Regions from separate parts of the Sus scrofa genome. Here region 2 is linked to region 1. Evidence: chromatin contacts called from public promoter capture Hi-C data. All regions are on one chromosome and are shown on one strand. Each heading gives the region's core, a stretch centred on a gene start, on an enhancer-like site or on the middle of the called end of the contact. The rest is flanking DNA. Distances are from core to core; before and after follow the strand shown.

Region 1 (2,726 bases), core at 168-2,667:
CCATATTTAGGAGTTTCCTGGTGGCCTAGCAAGTTTAGGATCTGGTGTTGTCGCTGTTGTTGCTCAGGTTGCTGCTGTGGTGTGGGTTTGATCCCCGGCCCTGGAACTGCCGAGTGCCCTGGGTGCAGCCAAAAAAAAAAAAAAAAGAAACCAAACAAAAACCTGTATTTAACAGTGACTTTAAAAGTCATTTAAAGCAAGGAGTCAAAAAAGACATTACAGCTGCCCCCCACCTCCTCTGCCCCCCAAATACATACACAAACTTTTTTTTTTTTTTTTTTGTCTTTTTGCCATTTCTTGGGCCGCTCCCATGGCACATGGAGTTTCCCAGGCTAGGGGTCTAACTGGAGCTACAGCTGCCAGCCTATGCCAGAGCCACAGCAACTCGGGATCCGAACCGCATCTGCAACCTACACCACAGCTCACGGCAACGCCGGATCGTTAACCCACTGAGCAAGGCCAGGGATCGAACCCGCAACCTCATGGTTCCTAGTCGGATTCGTTAACCACTGCGCCACGACGGGAACTCCCATTTTTAACACATATTACTATTGACAAAACATTAATCAGTCGATCTAAGAAAGAAAGGGAAAATTTTATTTGAGCCAAATGGAGGATTATAACCTGGGATAGCATCTCAGAAAGCTTCAAAAACTGTTCTGCTTATTAGAAGTCAAGACACAGTAATGTAAGTTTTTTGAGACTGAAGGCGGTACATGAAATGACGTACTACTGACACTATACAAAATGTAGGTCTAAGTGTCATTGCGGCCCCTTACGAGATCAAGAAGGAATGTTATCTTTTAAGACGTTGTCTTATAGATGCTGGAAGAATTTGCTCTTTATGGTTTAGCAGATGTTTCTGCCGATGGGGGAGGCTTGATTGAAGCACAGTACAGATGCACAATGCACAGTACAGGGGAAGAGGAGGCCAAATGGCAGAGAAAATTTTTGATGTTTATGTTTTTCTTGTCTTGCTGTAAAATGTGAATTTCATTCACTCTATTTATTGGACTTCAGATATAGATCCGAGGTGTTTTCTTCATGTTTGGTAGGAATTTTTCCTTGTCCTTGAATAAGCTATACCTGTAGTTTATTATCTACAAGTCATTTTCTCTTTGTTTAAAAATCACTGAGATCTGAGTCTCTTGCAAAGCTCTCTGAGGGCAGAATCCTTGTCCCTAGTCTCTTAACCCTGACATACCCGCATCTCATTGGATGGAGGGGGTGCATGCATATATGTGTTTTTTTGTTACTTATTTACGTTGTGGTTTTTTAGGCATTTAATCTTTAAAAGTAATTCACTTTTCCCCTTTGTGTAATATTTACTTAAGTTACATGATGCAATACGATATTGGAAGAACAAAAACAGCTGCCATGCACAGGGTTGGAAGTAGATACAGATGACTCTTGGTAAACAGACAGGTCAGAGGATGAGAGCACAATTAAACAGGCACACTGGAGAGCTGATCATTAGCCAAGCAGCTTGCCGCAGGTGTCAGAATATTTCATAGATGCGAAGTAGAAACCAACTAGTGATGTGGTTATGTGGAGGTTAGTTAGGAAATTGTCTGCAGTACGCCCTTTGGAGCTTTGGATTTCTGTATTAATATGTGTTACTCCGCTAGGGCCGCCGTAACAAGATATCACAGACGAGGTGGCTTAAACAACAAATTTATTGTCATACAGTTCTGGAGGCTGATTCCAAAATCCAGGTGCTGGCAGGGTTAGTTCCTGGGGAGGCCTTTGTCCCTGGCTTGCAGGCCTGGCCACCTTCTCTCCATGTCTTCACGTGGTCTTTGCTTCCTGTGTAGAGAGACGAGGTCCTTTCTGTCTCTTCTTCCTCCTCTTAGGAGAATGTTGGTTCTGTCTGACTGGCCCTCACCCACATGACCTCATTTAACCTGACCTCAGTAACCGTCCTTTCTCCAATTATTATTATTTTTTGTCTTTTGTCTTTTTAGGGCTGCACCCAAGGTATATGGAGGTTCCCAGGCTAGGGGTCTAATCCGAGCTGTTGCTGCTGGCCTACACCCACAGCCACAGCAATGCCAGATCTGAGCCGCATCTGCGACCTACACCACAGCTCATAGCAGTGTAGGATCCTTAACCTGCTGAGCAAGGCCACAGATCAAATCTGAAACCTCATGGTTCTAGTCAGATTCCTTTCCACTGCACCATGACGGTAACTCCACCTTTCTCCAAATTTAGTTACACTAGAGGCGTTAGGACTTTAAAATAAGAATTTGGGGGAATGGAGAGTGAGAATACAGTACAGTTTATAACATAGTGGGTATTTATTTATTTTTGTCTTTTTTTTTTTTTTTTGAGGGCCACACCTGGGACATAAGGAAGTTCCCAGGCTAGGAGTCAAGTTGGAGCTGCGGTTGCCAGCTTACACCACAGCCACAGCAACTCAGGATCTGAGCCATGTCTGCAACCTGGACCACAGCTCACAGCAGCGCCAGATCCTTAACCCTCTGAGTGAGGCCAGGAATCAAACCTGTATCCTCATGGATGCTAGTTGGGTTCGTTACTGCTGCGCTGTAATGGGAGCTCCAGATGAACGCTTTTTTAGATTATATAAATTCAAAAATATCTACCTGTAACTGTTTTTTTCAGTGTGACTTGATCATGATACCTGGTCCAGTTCTCTATCCTTAACTCTCTCTTTTTTTGGTTCTGACCAAGTTAGAACCAGTAGGAAACAGAAAATTTTCTTTCAT
Region 2 (2,726 bases), core at 109-2,608, 37 kb before region 1:
CTAGCATTTTAGTTGTGGCATCATTTTTTGGTGAACTTAATTTATATGGGTCTGCCTAGAGCAATAGTTAGTGTCCCTCACTCATGCTCTGACAAATCAGATTCTGAATTTGGAACAATGAATCTGTATCTTGGGTGGTGGTGAGTTCTTCAGTTTACTGCTCCCTTGGGGCAAGCATCCATGTTTATGTTACATCCCTCTGCCTTCTGACCAGCTGTCTTTGAAAAATGAAGACAGCCAGCATTCACAGAGGACTTCCCAAGCACAGGCCATTTGTACTTAGGCTTACACCAGTCTTTAATCATCTGCCTATAATGCCTTTGATAAGTCATTTGAAAAGCAGAATCAGCCATTTGCTGACTCTTCCACTTTTAATACACAACTGGTTCAAGGTGTCCCAAGTTCAGCCACTTCATTTGAATTTCTATAGGGCTTTGCAGTTTTTATATATGCTTTCATATTGGATCCATTTGATTCTCTTTCATGTGTGAAATGTGCTTTCATATGATTCATTTAATTCTATCTCTCTCTGCTCTGCACCATCAAAATTCATTGTTGGTGATTTTTTCTGACCTCCCATCTGGCAGGCTAAGTGAGTTTGGAAAAAAGAAAGTGGAAGGGTGATACAATCCCTTTTTTCCATATAGGCAGTTGCTGGGGTCTGTCATCCCAGAATTGGTTTAGAGAGATCCTGAACCTCTCTCCTTGACTAAGTGAAGCGAAGGAAACGAACATCCTTGAGAGCATTATGTGCTGCTCCTAAAATTTAGTGCATCTGTAAATGTCTTTTCATTTTTTGAATCAAATGGAGAAGAGAATGGAAGGATATGTTTGGGGGATACATGTACAAAGAATCTTACTGGCAGCTGGAATGTGAGAATTAAGTACTCTGTTAAAATGTCTGAGAATTAGGAGAAAACTCTGATTTATAATTTAACAAAGCGATAAAAACCAATCCTTTCTCTGCCACAAAAAAAAAAAAAAAAAAAACCTCCTTTGACTACTCCGGGGAACAGCAGTGTCATAATCAAGGACTCTCAGGTTCCGGTCCATACCCCCAAATCAAAATGTGCATTTAACATGATGGCCAGGTGATGACTTACGTACTACAATCTGAGAAGCCCCTTTCCAACCGATTGTATTTTAGAGTCGCTATTTTGCTTAAAAAAATTTCTAGCTGATGCCGCTGTTCCCGGCGTCTTTCACCAGATGGCAGTAGCCCTCTCACTTCCTCTGGGTTTCACCATTGTTCCAGGCCGGGGTTAAGCCCGCAGCTCCCGCGAGGACCCATAGACGGGGCGACGGCGGGGGGCGTGTCCCAGGGGCGGGTCCGGGCCTGTCCAATGGGCTCCGTCGGATGGGGGGCGGAGCCCTATTTCTGCAGCTCCTCAGGGCCGCAGGCGTGGTGCTCTTCCCTGGGTCAGTATGTGGCGCGCTTCTGGTCAGCTGTTTGTGCACGTTGCAAGGAAGCGCATTCTTTCAGGACCCTGGGACCGGCCTGCCGCCTTCATGTCTACGCTGCTCATCAATCAGCCCCAGTATGCTTGGCTCAAGGAGCTGGGGCTCCGCGAGGAAAATGAGGGCGTGTATAACGGAAGCTGGGGAGGCCGGGGAGAGGTATGCGGGCGTCCCGGGAAATCTCTGCTGCCTCCCTTGGCTCCAGGAGGCCCACCCGGCGCCGCCCAGCCAGAGTCCTTGTGGACGCTGCCGGCGGTTGTATGGGGTGGGAAGTTTTCCTGAAGCTCCACATTTAAAGCTTTCTCACGTAGAATGTCTTAAAAACACTCTTAGACGTTATTTGAGGTCCTGTGTTCTCTGCAGGATCGAGTTCATTTTGGATCTGGTTAGGGTTGAACTTCTGCATACTTGAAACAACATGGCAGAGTTCTGCGCTCGATTGTGAGAAATGCCACATGCTTAGCGGTGGAAATTAGCTGAATTACATGCTTGACTGTGGCTCCTCACATGGTACCTGAGCCACAGGTAATGTGCTACAGTGTAGTTTTATATAGTCTTTCCTGAAATCCTTTGGGGTGCAGGCTCGGATCTGCTAAAATCCCGTCATGTTTGCGTTGGGCTCTGAGTTTCCTTGAAGGCCGCGTTTTCAGCATTTCTTTATTTTCAGATCCAAACATCATGCCTGACACCCAGTTAATGCTCAATAAAAAGTTTTGGAGAATATGATGTAAGGGTAAGGTTATTATCGCCCACATTTTGGGGGGAGCTGAATACAGAAAATTTTTTTTTTTAAATGTTGTATAACATCCAACAGTTCAATGAAACTGCTTTGTTAGAGGAAACATGTCTTGTTTATCTGTGACTATAGGTGATACAGGTGCTTTTAATTGTTCCCCAAATCCTCCCAGCCCCATTGTTGGTTCATCCTGTTTTTCCTGTGGCATCCCGTTGTTAGGCTGTCGACTTTAAAAATAGGCCCAACTTAAAAGCTGAGAATTAAGTTCTATTTGGGACGAAATGAGGACTCTAGCCCAGGAGGCAGCATTTCTGGTAGTTTTGAAATACGGCTCCAAAGAGATGATGGGCGGGGGTGTGTGTGAGTATTTACGTGATTTTTGGTGAAGGGGGAGGTCCATGCAACCAAGCACACATTTTACAGAAAGTAGGTGTAGTCTCTCGTTCAGGCTACCACTGGTCATGAGGAGCAGACGTCATCACGAAGGATTTTAGTACTTTTCTAGGTATGAGGAGATGCTAGAATTGGGTTC

What was found. Promoter capture Hi-C pulls out the DNA fragments that hold promoters and counts their contacts.
Region 2: a contact with region 1 is called in a promoter capture Hi-C map of liver, with 3 times the contacts expected there. The contact joins the promoter of ALDH7A1 here to the enhancer-like site in region 1. A contact is called at or near these places in 1 of 5 promoter capture datasets (liver), 8 of 47 Hi-C or Micro-C datasets (alveolar macrophages, brain, embryonic fibroblasts and 3 more) and 1 of 2 datasets of contacts at active chromatin or transcription factors (alveolar macrophages).

What each region holds. Positions count from the first base shown.
Region 1 is chr2:129,671,727-129,674,452 of Sscrofa11.1, reverse strand. The region is part of intron 13 of ALDH7A1 (alpha-aminoadipic semialdehyde dehydrogenase); the gene reads left to right. Among named protein-coding and RNA genes, the nearest start is that of ALDH7A1, 37 kb to the left of the region's middle. Within about 2 kb of position 1,417, at least 1 of the 83 cell types and tissues checked has an H3K27ac peak or open chromatin away from gene starts, as enhancers often do. A contact at or near this core is called in liver, where this site is marked.
Region 2 is chr2:129,708,360-129,711,085 of Sscrofa11.1, reverse strand. It overlaps ALDH7A1 (alpha-aminoadipic semialdehyde dehydrogenase), which reads left to right and starts at 1,358. Exons shown (of 18, transcript XM_013995069.2): 1 at 1,358-1,617. The coding sequence starts at 1,426.